Regions from separate parts of the Canis lupus genome. Here region 1 is linked to region 2. The links are chromatin contacts, called in public Hi-C maps. All regions are on one chromosome and are shown on one strand. The core of a region is the stretch at or near the end of the contact, and the rest is flanking DNA. Distances in the headings are between cores, read along the strand shown. Region 1 holds the start of TM7SF3 (transmembrane 7 superfamily member 3). Region 2 holds the start of LOC102152522.

The links. A called contact is a pair of places that touch in the nucleus more often than the background predicts.
Region 1: a Hi-C map of blood shows a contact between it and region 2, with 4 times the contacts expected there. The contact joins the promoter of TM7SF3 here to the promoter of LOC102152522 in region 2. A contact is called at or near these places in 2 of 9 Hi-C or Micro-C datasets (amygdala and blood).

What each region holds. Positions count from the first base shown.
Region 1 is chr27:25,919,589-25,926,027 of UU_Cfam_GSD_1.0, reverse strand. TM7SF3 (transmembrane 7 superfamily member 3) reads left to right here and starts at 2,509. Exons shown (of 13, transcript XM_038577124.1): 1 at 2,509-2,664. The coding sequence starts at 2,574.
Region 2 is chr27:25,072,359-25,078,806 of UU_Cfam_GSD_1.0, reverse strand. LOC102152522 reads left to right here and starts at 3,664. Exons shown (of 6, transcript XR_005379948.1): 1 at 3,664-3,801; 2 at 5,870-6,164.

The DNA of each region.
Region 1 (6,439 bases), core at 1,260-3,759, 850 kb before region 2:
CACACCCTTGTCCTCTCTCTCTCAAATAAATAAAATCTTTAATACCTTGATAGTTTTATGTACTAATTTTGTACAGATATCTAATATTTGTACATATATACATACTTAAATCTCAAAGTGGAATTATCACACCAAAGGTATGGATATTTTTAAAAAATTTTATGCAGATTATGCTTTAAAAAGTGTGTTAACTTATACTCCCACTGGTCCTATCTTAGAATGTCTACTTCTCAGCTCTTGCATCCACACTGGATATTCTTCTAAAATGTTTACAACTTAGGTCTTAATTTTTTTTATTTAAAGATTTTTAAAGACTTATTTTGAGAGAGAGAGAGAACATGTGCAAGTGGGGGTAGGGACAGAGGGCAAGGGAGAGAAAATCTTAAGAGACTCCATGCTGAGTGCAGAGCCCCACGTGAGGTCCGAAATCATGACCTGAGCTGAAATCAAGAGGTTAAAAGCTTAATAGACTGAGTCACCCAGGCACCCCTAGTGTCTTAATTTGATTTTTGTTGTTTTTGTTACTAGTGAGTTTGGAAGATTTTCATTTGTTTATTGGCCATTTGGTTTTCTTCTCCTCTTATTATTATTATTTTTTCAGTCATTAACTTGATTTCTTTCTTTCTTTTCTTTCTTTCTTCTTATTTATTTTAGAGAGAAAGAGCAGGAGTAGGAGCAGGAGGGGCAGAGGGAGAGGGAGAGAGAATCTCAAGCTGGCTCCTGAGTGCAAGCCCGAGACAAGTGGATCTCACTACCCTGAGATTATGACTGTAGCCCAAACCAACAGTTGCCCAACGGTGCCCCTTGACTTTTCACATTGTTGTTGGTATTTGTTGGTATTTTTCGACTTTCATACAATTTAAAATTTTAAGTAGCCAAATCTATCAATATCATCCTTTATTATTTCCTCCTTTGTTTTGTTTTGTTTTGTTTTGTTTTGTTTTTTTTTTTTGCTTAGAAAGTTCCTCTCTTGAATTCTTCTAACCACTTCCTGCTTGGTGCTTCCAGATTCAAATAGATTTTTGCTTAAATAAACTCTTTTTAAAAGAAATTCCTTCCATTCTGAGATCAAGTTTGTTTTTTGTGAAAGGAATATATTTCAGGGTGTCTGGGTGGTTCAGTTGGTTAAGCATCTGACTTTGGCCCAGGTCCTAATCTTGGTGTTTCGGGATTAGCCCTGCCTCTGACCCCTAGCTGAGCTCGGTTTTTCCCTCTCCTTCTGCCCCTCCCCCTGCTCGTACTTGCTCTCTCTTTCTCTCTCTCTCAAACAAATAAATCTTCAAATAAGCATGCATTCCTCCAACTCTCTTATGCTTTTAATGAATACTTTGGGATTTCATTTTGCTGGGGTGAGATAAAGTTCTAATCCTGCATCCCCCATGGGGTGCAGTTAATCAGTTATCAGTTTATTAAGTGCATCCATTGATTCAAATGCTACCTTTATTGTAATCGCTCTTATCATTCTGGGATTTCATCTATTGAAAATTCTAGGAACGAGGACGTGTGGGACAGTGAACAAACACCAGTGGGATGGACAGTGGTACCAGAGCTGTGAACCTTTGGATCAGGTGGCGGGAAAACAGGAAGAGAGTCGTGCCTGTTTAAATTATGATGATTGCTAAAAATAAATAAATAAATAAATAAATAAATAAATAAATAAATAAAGGTGATTGCTATAGGGTGTTAGTTTAGTAGTGGAATAACTGAATTTGTATTTTTCAAGATAGTTGCTCATTAAAATATCCAAATGAAAAGTTAAAAGAGGAGGGAGAAGAAAACAGAGGACTCTTCCCCTAAATAACTGAGTCTGTATCTCGAATCCCACAATTGGCCCACAAGTCACCCGCCACGCGGACTACTGTCCTTTAAACAGCCCTCAGGTGTAAAATTTGAGAGAGGAAGTTGGGTTAAGGTCTTGAGGCTTCGAGGATATTTGCTAGGAGAAAATGAAACTATATCTTTATATGGGGAGCTCATCACTATAGAACTAAAATCCACCCCCCCACCCCACCCCACCCCACCCCCCGTCCCCCGCATTTGTGGGTGTTTCGAGGTCAGGATTCGCAGTCTTCCTCTTCGCAGAGGGCAGTTAAACGCGGCCACAGGAGCGCGCAGACGTTAGGCCGCAACAGAAGATTATTTTTTTATTCTAACGGCGGTTTTCGTAAGTGGTAAAGGTACAAAAGTGAGAAGTGGAGGTTACATCACAGAACTTCCTGGGGTCCCCCGCCCCGTCCCCCCACCGACGCGCGCGGGCCCGCGAAGACTCCGGGCGGCGCGGCGCTCAGCGAGCCCGCGGGGGCGCCGGGAGGAGGCGCGCGCGGGCTGGAGCCGCTCCCGGGTGCTCCCCGGTGGCGCGGGCGGGGGGGGGGGGGGGGGACCCGCGGCGGTGACGTAAGGGGGCGGGGAGAGGCGCGGAGCGGGGCTGCGGGGTTTGGGCCGGAACAGGAAGCCCCTGGGCGGGCGCTGCGGGGCGGGCAGGTGTGCGGCGGGTGCGCCTGGCCAGGGATGGGAGCCGGCGCGAGCGCCCCGGGCTAGCGCGGGCGAGGCTGCGGGGCCGGGCGCCGGCTGCCATGGGGCTCCTTCGGCTGCTGGTGCTGGCGGTGCTGGCGTCCGAGCCCGGCGTGGCCGGTGGCGCCGAGACCGTCGGGAATGCCAGCGAGGGTAAGGTTAGGGACGCCGCGCCTCTGCAGCCTCACGTGAGGCTTGCGTTCCTGGCGAGGTCACGGGCCCCCTCGCGAGCCGTGCGTCGCGCAGGGCAGGTGGTGAGTTCGGATCCGGCGGGACTGGATCAAGGTCCTTTCCTGCTGAAGGAAACTCTCATTGCTCAGGAGGCCTCTCCATCAGCCTCCTAATTTAGGCTGAGGAGTTGGGAAGGGTTAAGGAACTCTCTCTCTCCTGTGCAGGCACGTTTTTAATCTCTCTTAGGTACCAGTCATGTGTTTGTAGGTTGAATTTAACGCATTAAAACACCCTTTTTGGGGCAGCCCGGTTGGCTCAGCGGTTTAGCACCGCCTTCGGCCCAGGTTGTGATCCTGGAGTCCCAGGATCGAGTCCCACATCGGGCTCCCTGCATGGAGCCTGCTTCTCCCTCTGCCTGTGTCTCTGCCTCTCTCTCTCTCTCTCTCTCGCTCTGTGTCTCTCATGAATAAATGAATAAAATCTTAAAAAAAAATAAAACACCCTTTTGCTCTCAACTGGTATATCTGAGACTCAACAGTGAGGCTCGGTGCAGAACTAAGGACTTTATTAATAATGTTCCTCCAAACTGCTGCGGTTCTTTACGCTCCAGAATCTAGATGCTTTTCAAATTGGTTAAATGCTCTACGGAGTTTGAAAGGAAAAGTGAACCCAGAATGGGACTTTGGATAGTATAGGTCATGTGCTCGGTGAATGCGTTTTACTAATAGCTCGTGATTTGTTAATATAAACCGTAAAGAAGCAATAATTGTGCTAGGCTGATGATAATCATGTGCTTTTCCATGAGGTTAATCACGTTCGCTTTGAGCTTAAGAGACCAGTTGTAGTTCTGAACCAATGTATTTTCTGAATAATGTGGTTGTGTTCCTAACTGCTCATCTGAGAAAAGCTCTTGTGCAAACTGAATCATAGAATCATTGCCCAGGACTTAAGGCTGAAAAGGGCAGTTATATATTTGCAGAAAAATAGCCTCGATAATAATAGGGCACTGACATTTCACTGTGTGCAATAACTGCCAGGTGCTTTCCCTGGCATTGTTATCTAATCCTCACAACTCTAGGAGAGGATTATCCTCCTCACTTGCCAGAGGATGAAGCTGAGGCCCTAGATGATGCTCATTACATGGGTGAACTGTTAATAGGGGCACAGAGGATATTTGAACCCAAGTGTGTGTTGCTGCAATTTTAATTTTCATAGTCCTTCCACTTCAACAAAGCTGCTCTCCAATAAGAATATTTTACTTAGTATGGTGTGTTACACTTAATTCTGTGAATTCTCATTTCTCAAAATAGCCTTATGAGGGAGGTAATGGTGATGCTATTCTCATTTTATTTTTTAAAGATCAGAGCATGAGCGAGTGAGCGTGAAGGGGGAGGGGCAGAGGGAGAGGAAGAGAGAATCCCGAGCATGCTCCCTACTGAGATCATGACCTGAGCAGAAACCAAGAGTAGGGCACTCAGCAGACTGAGCCTCCCAGGCACCCTGCTATCTCCATTGAAACTGGTGAAGAATTTGAAAGGTTCAGTTTGTGGTTGATCATGGCTCTTGAGTCAGGAGGGCTGTGAGCCACATCTGTTCTAGTTCTGTACTTTTGTATTTAATATGTCATTCTTGTGCATTCGTATTCAGTACTTTACATGGAATTACATAGTAATTGGAGTTGAGCAGAATGTCATGTGGGCCTTCTAGTATTTGTATTATTGTGGGTAGTAAATTTAAGGTAGCAGGCCATTTGTGTGGTTCCTTGTAAGTGATCTCTTTTAAAAGTATGTGAAAGATAATGTGTATATTTCTGTTTCCTTTTAGCTTTTAGGGTTAATGAAAACTCATAAGATATAAATGAGAAATGAGGAGGCCAACTGAATGCCGGCCAACTTAAGTATTCTGAACTGCTTTTGTTTTTAATAGTTGATCTGAAGAGAATTATGAAGACTTAATTTTCCCAGATCTAGAATTTGGTTGTATCAAAGCATAAACAGGTAAATTTTAGTAAAAACAAAACAAAAATGCCAAAATAGAGCCAGATAATTTTAAGGTTCAAGTTTAGTATCTGATTGGGAAAGAAAAGGGAAAGATTAGGTTTGGGCAGCTCTTTTTAGAAAGAAATTATTGGAAAGAAAAATGGCTCTGGGTAAGAATGGAGGAAGGGTATGAAAAATACCTGAGAGTGCCTGGCAATGGGTCAGATGGCAAAAAATATCTTTGGCAGAAAAAGCAGAGCCATTGTTTTGTAGAGGAGAAGCCACAGTCTCCGTGCTATGTCTCCATGTTAGCCATTTGTCTGCAATATCATTTGATGTGCTTTTTCCTTCCCACTCACAAAGTCATAAGATCTAATTATGCCTCATAAAGTGAATCCCTTTCCAGATGGCCTGTTAACTTCTTCAGGATATATTTTGGATACATGTCTTCTCTTGCTGTGTCTGTTTTTATAAGTTGGAATTAAATGCACATAGCCAGACTATACTGTTAAAGTCTTGATCTTTAATATTTTTCCTTGTTGCTCCATGGAAGTCTCTTTCTCGTTTGATGTTTATGATGGACATACTGGGCATGTATAATCCTTTTCTCTCTTCTAGTTTATTTGTAGGGCCATATGGAATGCCTGACTTCTTTCTTTTAATAAGGAGATGAGTCTCTGAAGTCCTGGAAAGCTAAAGGAAGTTAATAATGCTACTTTATTGTGTAACATTGGACAGTTAAGAATTTTTTTTCCTGTTTTATATTTCAACAGCCAAATGATGTATGAAGTACATGACCTCCATTTCACCTGGGGAGACTGAGGCCCAGAGGTCATAAAGTTCAACCATCATTCACCAAACCTTTTCTATGTGGCAGCTGTGTGACTGGTACTGTACTAGACACCAGTGTGTCAAATATAACAAAGCCCTGCATAGCCAAGAGTCAGACCACAACTGGTTTGGTGAATATGCAATCTTCTATAAAAATTGTGAAGTGGCTAATAGACTGCCAAGGTAATACTGCCAAAGGATTTTCACACAGAAGTTAGGTTAAGGATGACCAAGAATAGGAAAAAATATACTTATCCTTTCCTAATTCATCAAACATTGTGTTAGGAATTCTCAGACTTGACTGAACATTAGAATCACCTGGAGAACTTTTTAAAAAGGCAAGTTGCTGAAGAGACAACTAGAAATTGAAATTTAAAAGAGAAAAAGAGAAATCTATTTTCTAAACATAGAATATTTAGGAGTAATTATAATGGACTATGTAAAGACTTCTACAGAAAAAAATACATTCTTGAGATAAATTGAGAAGCTAAATAAGCAGAAGGTTATTTCAGAGTCATAAATTAGAAAATTAGACTAATAACATAAATTAGAAAATTATATGTTATAAAGATATCATTTCTCCCTAAAATAATACTTTCATTGCCATCCCAGTCAGATTCCTGGCAGCTTTGTGTGTGTGTGTGTGTGTGTGTAAATTGACAAGCTGCTTTCTAAAATATATATGGAAATGAAAACTGGCTAAAATAGTCAAGACAGTCTTGAAGAGAAAACAAATTTGGGGCAGAAATGAAGACAATGTAATATTGGTGTTAGGTTAAATGAATATACCACTGGATTACAATTAAGATTCCAGAAACAAACCAACACATGGTCACTTATGTGACAACTGGAATTGCAGAGTAGAAGGGAAATGGTGGTATTTTCAATAAAGGCTGCTGTGTCAACTGGATATACATATGGAAACATGAACCTTGACCCCCTGTCTC
Region 2 (6,448 bases), core at 2,415-4,914:
ATCAATAGCCATAGTTCTGTGTTACTTTACATCAGCTAAAAATGGATATACAGTGTATGCTGAAGTCCAATGTAAGTTTTAGTTTTTCATAAAATTTAATAGATTTTCACAGAAAATTATCACATATTTCCTGCAATTAGCATGAGATTTATACTAAACAACATGTTCAGCATGTACTTTAAAAATAGGCTCCTAGAAAGGAGTTGGATATTTGCCTTAAATTTGAGCTTCTTGCAGTAGTTCAGTGATTCCATATTGGAAACTCCAAACAAATGTAAAACTATACCTTTTCAAAAGCCGATATTTTAAAATTCTGAATTCAGTGATACCCAGTTTATCTGGCCTCAGGGAATGATATATACTCCATGAAACAGTGATTCAGAAAACTGAAGCTTCTATGTTCAAGTGCCAATATTGTTTATCTTTTCTTTTGTTTCCTTCAATTCTTTTAGTGGAAAACTTACTAAAATATGTCACACATATCCTCTAAAGTGTTCTACACGTCTTAGAAATAAATACCCTATCCAGATAGTTATAACTATCTGTAGTTATCCATTCTCAATAAATCAGGGTCACCATGATAAACATCACTTTTGCACTATGCATGTCATCTGGGAGTACTGGCATCTGCGCTAAATTCTTTTTGAGTTCTTATATCTGCTTTTTATAGGTTTTTCAGTCTCTTTACTCATGATCAGACTGCCAGCTGTCACTTCTTGATGTGTCAGAGTGCCTGCCTCCAACTCTTATCTAATGTGCTATCTCTGACTTACTGTGGCCTGGGAAACCATTTAACCAAAACTACACCTATTTGAGATGTGTTTAGAATTAGAATAAATAGGCTCTAACAGAAGTACCTGAGGGGCACTTTCTTAAACTGTGTGAGCTTGTAGAATCAGTAACACATTTCTCCCACAACCTTTTTTCTTTATTTCCTTTTTCACATTCTCAACAATGTTCCTTACCAGAACACTTACGCAAAAGCCTCAGATATTTTGTATACTTTTTGATCATCTTATTACATAAAAAAGCAGCTTGCTAATGGCTTTATCCCACACCTAGCCACAGAATAAAGACCTTTCCAAGACAGAAAGGAATTCTTTTATTTGATCATTTCTTTCTCTCAAATTGATAGGAATAGGGGACTGAGGGTCATTAGTGAAAACTGATTTAGCTTTTTAATTCATGATGACCCTGGCCCTGCTTCTGGTGTATAATTTCCTCCACTTTTGAATTTTGGAAATCTGGGGTGGCAGTTACCAGCAAAAGGCATTCTGAGGAACTGGCAGAGAGGTGTGTAGGCCCGAATGATGCCTCTGAATTTAGTCACACCCATCAGAGAGCTTCTGGTAAGAGGTTTCAGACTCTCTACTGAAAAGCAACAGACTTTTCTCCATGAGCCTATAAAATTCAATGAACAGTGGGTATGGGGATACAGGCATTTGTTTTGCTCCAACTATATATGAAGTGCTGTGATAGTGCTGGAAAACCAAAGACTAATAATCTCTGAAGATCTCAAAGTCTAGTGGGGGTGACAGACCTACATGAAAATAAGTGACAGTGCAACATAGTAGGTGCTCTACAGAAGTGAATACAACACTAGGGGGTGAGGCAGGCTACCTTCATCTGCAAATGTCAGAGGCCTAGAGTAGCTGGGTGAATGAGTCCATGGAGCCATCTCCAAGGAGAAGGTTCTTATATACTCTGGTCCTGTGCTGAGCACCAGGGGTTTGATTAGTTACATTTGACTAAGGTCTGAGCACTGATTTCCTCATTTCTCAGTCTCTTTAGAACTTGACTGCTGTACTGGCTCTCACCATCATCTTCTCCTGAGACCCTGAACTGTAAGTTGGGACTGAGGAGCAGGTAATGGTATTTCCTACTGCAAAGGACAGCATTTATAGCATGATAATTTCTAATGTGGTAGGTGTGTGGGGGGGGGAGTACTTAGTACCCCACAAGCAGCTTGCTCTCACCTCAACCACCTCTCTCTCTTACGGAAGGAACTAAGGGGGATTTCTTTCCCTTTAAGGGCATGATGACCCAGGTTCTTTACTCAGTACCCAAAGGGGAAATAAAAGAGAGAGCAGTTCTAAAGGGAAACAAGGAATCCTAAAGTCTATTTTTTAAAACCTCCGGGAGGAAGCTGAAGCAAGCAACTAGTCCAAGGTCACGTAGCTCAGTAAGCAGCAGAATCAGGACTGGAACCAGATGTTTTGGTTCTGAATCCACTGCTCTTTACGTTATTACCCCATAGCAATAATAATGAGGTCACAGGAGACAGTCTGAGCTTTGCTCATGACATGAGTTGAGCCAGTCCGTGTGAGGTCCTAAGAGGCAGAGTATGTTCTGTTGGTGGAGATGGAAGGATGGTCAGGTAACGCCTTTCTAAAACATGGCATGGAGCATGCAATAATCAAAGATGCTGGGGATACCATATTCAAGGCCCCCTACAAAGAACCCTACAATTTCACTGTTTCCTCAATTTGGAGAGGCTCAGAAGTGTGCCTTCTTTTGTTTAGAAGTCCCCACACGGTCTGGCGAGCTCTCCACCTCTGCCTCTACCCTCCCTGCCTATGCGGTTCTGGCTGAACTCTAAAGACGCTCCATGAAAGAAGAGATCAGAGGCCAACTATGAATCCGGACAGAAGGAACACTTAGAATTGAGGAAGTAGGAAGGAGGGCCATTTGCTACAGTTTTTCCGTGGGGTATTTTTAGGGTGCTGTAAACTTTAGCTACAGTTTCAACCTGAAGCCTTTTACATATGGGTAAGCACGTGTGTGAGCCTAGAATATCAAATGTTTCACAACTGAAGCAATGAGGCTCTGCCGCGTAGCCCCGTAAGAAACCTGCTTCCATCTGCGGCTTTACAGGTTCGGTCATTGTGTTCCGCACATTAGTTTTCACAGGGGAACTTCAACCTGGAGCCAATTCCTGTAGACCTGTCACTTAGGGTAAATCCCGACGATTCCCTGTAATACCCCAGTTTAAAGACAAGGACTTCTCCTCCTACGGCGCCTCCCGCGGGGCTGGGATTGCGAGCACCTCTGCCGAGCAAGGCTCCTCCGCGCGGCTCTGCGGGAGCTGGGTGCTCCTCACGTGACCCAGCAGGCGAAGAGACCCGGGGCGAGCCCGCACCCCCGGAGAGCTCGGCCGGCTCCAGCGCGCGCGACCCAGGCTCTATTTCTGGGCTCCGCGTTTGCCACGTGCACCTCGGAACCCTGGCCCGCCCCCCCCGCCCCACGCCCCACGCCCCACGCCAGCTCCCTGCGTCTCCGCACCAGCGCTGCTCCGCGGAGCCTTAAAGCGCGGGGGCAACGACGTCCTCAGCCTTGAGATCTTCAAGGAGCTCTAGGGTTGGAAAGAGAGCAGCATTCTTAGGTTGCCTAGCGATAAACCTGCGGACGGTATCACGCTCCCGGAGGCCGGCGTCCCTCCCCATCCTCCCCTCCCTCCTCCCCCCTCCCACGCCGGGTTCAAAGTACAGCCGCGCGGGGTGAGGGAGCCGGAGCCGGACGCGGCGCTGTCACGTGCGCCCGCACATGCCCAGGCGCACGCTGCGCGGCACGTGAGGCGGGGCGGGGCGGGGCGGGGCGGGGCGGGGGCGGGGAGGCGGCCGCTCGCGGCGTTCCGCGCGTGCGCAGTCGGCCCCCCCAGCCGCGGGCGCCCCGGGAGCGGGAGCGGGAGCGGGAGGCGGGAGGCGGAGGGCCGCGGGGAGGGCCCCGGGCGGGGCTGAGGACGCGCCCTGCCGACAGCTGCGACGCGGTGCTCCCTGCTGAGTCCGAGCGGGCCGGCCCGAGGTAGTCATTCCTCCCGAATTAAAGCTGGCGCCGACCCCGGGCTCCTCGAACCCTTCTGACACAGCAGTTTCCGAGCCGCCCTCCTCGGCGCGGGTTAGAGGAAGGTCGACGGCGGCGCGGGGCGGGCCTGGGGGCGGGGACGTCGAGCCCGGGCTGCGGCGGCCGGGCGGGGGCGGGGGCGGCGGCGGCGGCGGAGGAGGAGGAGGAGGAGGACACACCCGGGCGCGCCGGGACTGCGGCCAGACCCCGTCCTGCCCCGCGCCCGGGCCGCGTCTCGCCGTGGGAGCCCCGGGCGGCGGCGCGGAGCGGAGGGCCCGGCTGCCCAGGCGCTGCCGCTCGCACGCGCCGCCGTTCTGCCGACCGAGCGCCCACTGGTGAAGCGCCGGAGGAGCTAGTTAACTGTGATCCAGTCCGTCGGGGCCTTGCGTGCAGGGTATCCGGTAAAAGAAGGTTTTTTTGTCGCACCAGTGGTTCTGCGTGGTGCAGTAAAGTGAAGGGAATTAATGCAGTGTTAGGAGCTGGAGGGATGGATTGTTTTTTTCTTTTGGATTTATCTTTTTAACGTCTGATTTAAAAAAATTATTTACGAATCCCTTCGCTTGGGGGGGGGGGGGGGAAGAGAAAAAAAAGGTCCGATCTCACGCTTTCACTTTTTCGAAGTGTCGAGGTTTATTTGGTCTTGTAAGACTTCTAAAAATATGCATGTTTAGAAATGATCTAAAATGAGTAATTAGTGTGAAGGAGTCTGGAATTCGTGATGCCCTTTAGATAACCGAGAACACCGAGCGATGTAACAAAAGTAGGGAAGCACCACTACCTCCTGCAAGTACGGTTTTGGTCTTGTGATGGAAAGCGATCTCTGGCATTGCCAGTAATATCTGGACAGGTCAGGTGCCAGTGTTTGCAGAGACATCATAGAGTGGTTGTGTTCTGTCCAGTGTAAAGGGCACAGCGAGGGCCACCCTGGAGACAACTGCTATAAGCTAACAGACGTTCACAGAGCACAAGATGAATTCATTGTTGTTTGCCTTTTAATGATAGGTGAGCATAATGTCCTAGACAGTTTAGTTATTAATAATATCCTGAAAGTTGAAAAGGCAAAGATATATATGTGCTGCTGAAGCGAGCGCTGAAAAAGCAAAGAAAGACTTCAAACATGCACTCAACAAGTTTATATCGAGCTCCTGCTATGTGCCAGGCATTGGGGATACAGCAATGATCCGCATCTACAAATCTTATCACCCATTATGGTGCTCAAAACTTCTGATAAAACCTCACAAGTTCCCAGGCACTTGCCGATCATTATTGTAACAACCAGTGATCAGTATCCCTCTGCACTGGATTTTTTTCAGATGACTTACGAAAAATGCCAGGTTAAAGGAGTAAATCTCCAGTCCCATCAATGGGCACATCCTGTCCTATCCCTTTACCGCTTTTCACTTCCTAGATCTACACTTGTCCCGTCTTCCAAGAGGGCAAGCTTGATGCTTACCCAGAATATTTGTTCTCCCTCATCCATCTGCTTGCAACCCTCAACCCTAGCTGTTTGGATGGCTGATTCCAATCCCACCCCACACCTTCCCCCTGCCTTTAATAGATCTCTGCTCAAATGCTGCTTCTTGAGAGAGGCCCTCCCTGAGCAGCCCAAGGGCCATATATAAAATACCAGTTCTCTCCCATCATTCTTTATTTTTACTCATTTTTTTCTCACAGCATATATCACCCCTGACATAGTGTGTGTATACTGGTGTATATGTACACACAGACACCAGGTACTGTGTGACATGGAGACGTCAGCAGGTGGTAAACAGCCAAAGGCAGTTGGCATCCCATGCTTGCAAATGGGAAAAGACTCAGAGTGGTTTGGAAGCTGATTGAATTTATTGTCACAATAAAATTATAAGATACAATATTAAAGCATTAACTGAGTTCCCCTGACAGGAGAGTTAATATCAATTCCATCTTATCCTAAATGATTGCAACTTACTATGTTAAAAAATTATCTACTTAAATATCTTCTTTGAAATTAAACAATATTCTGATTATTTCTCCATCCCTTGAATTAAAGAGAACAAGCTACAATAGCCCGGCAGATGGAGTAAGTTTCCGAACAAGGAGGATGAACAGCTGTCCGATGGCTCCTGAACCTGTGTAGAAATGAGTGGGACCCTCTGAATTCTACCGGTGATGGATTACACAACACATGCAGCTAAGGCTTGAAGCTCCCGAATGCTTTAGCTCTTAGCTGGCTCTGCCAGGTGTGGTAACCTTTGTCCCCTGGTGAATGAGCTTCTTCAAGGCAAGAGCTAGCGTCATCTATTTATCAGTGTATGCTCAGCACCAAGCACAATACCTGGCACGCAGTAAGCACTCAATATATGGTTGTTGAAATCCAAACCATTCTCTCCATTCCCACAATCATTGCCCTAGTTTCAGGCTTTATCATCTCTCACCTACATTATTGCAAGAATCTACTCAGTGGCCTTTGTCCAGTCTTCCTTTCCCCCAAGCACTGGCCATACTGCCAGCACAATCGTATGGTAAAAATGGCCAGGGACTCCCCATTACAGGAAACAGGCATGAAAGCTTAAACCTTTCCTTCTCATTTCACCCCCTTCTATTCTATCTCATCTTTGACTCCCCGTCC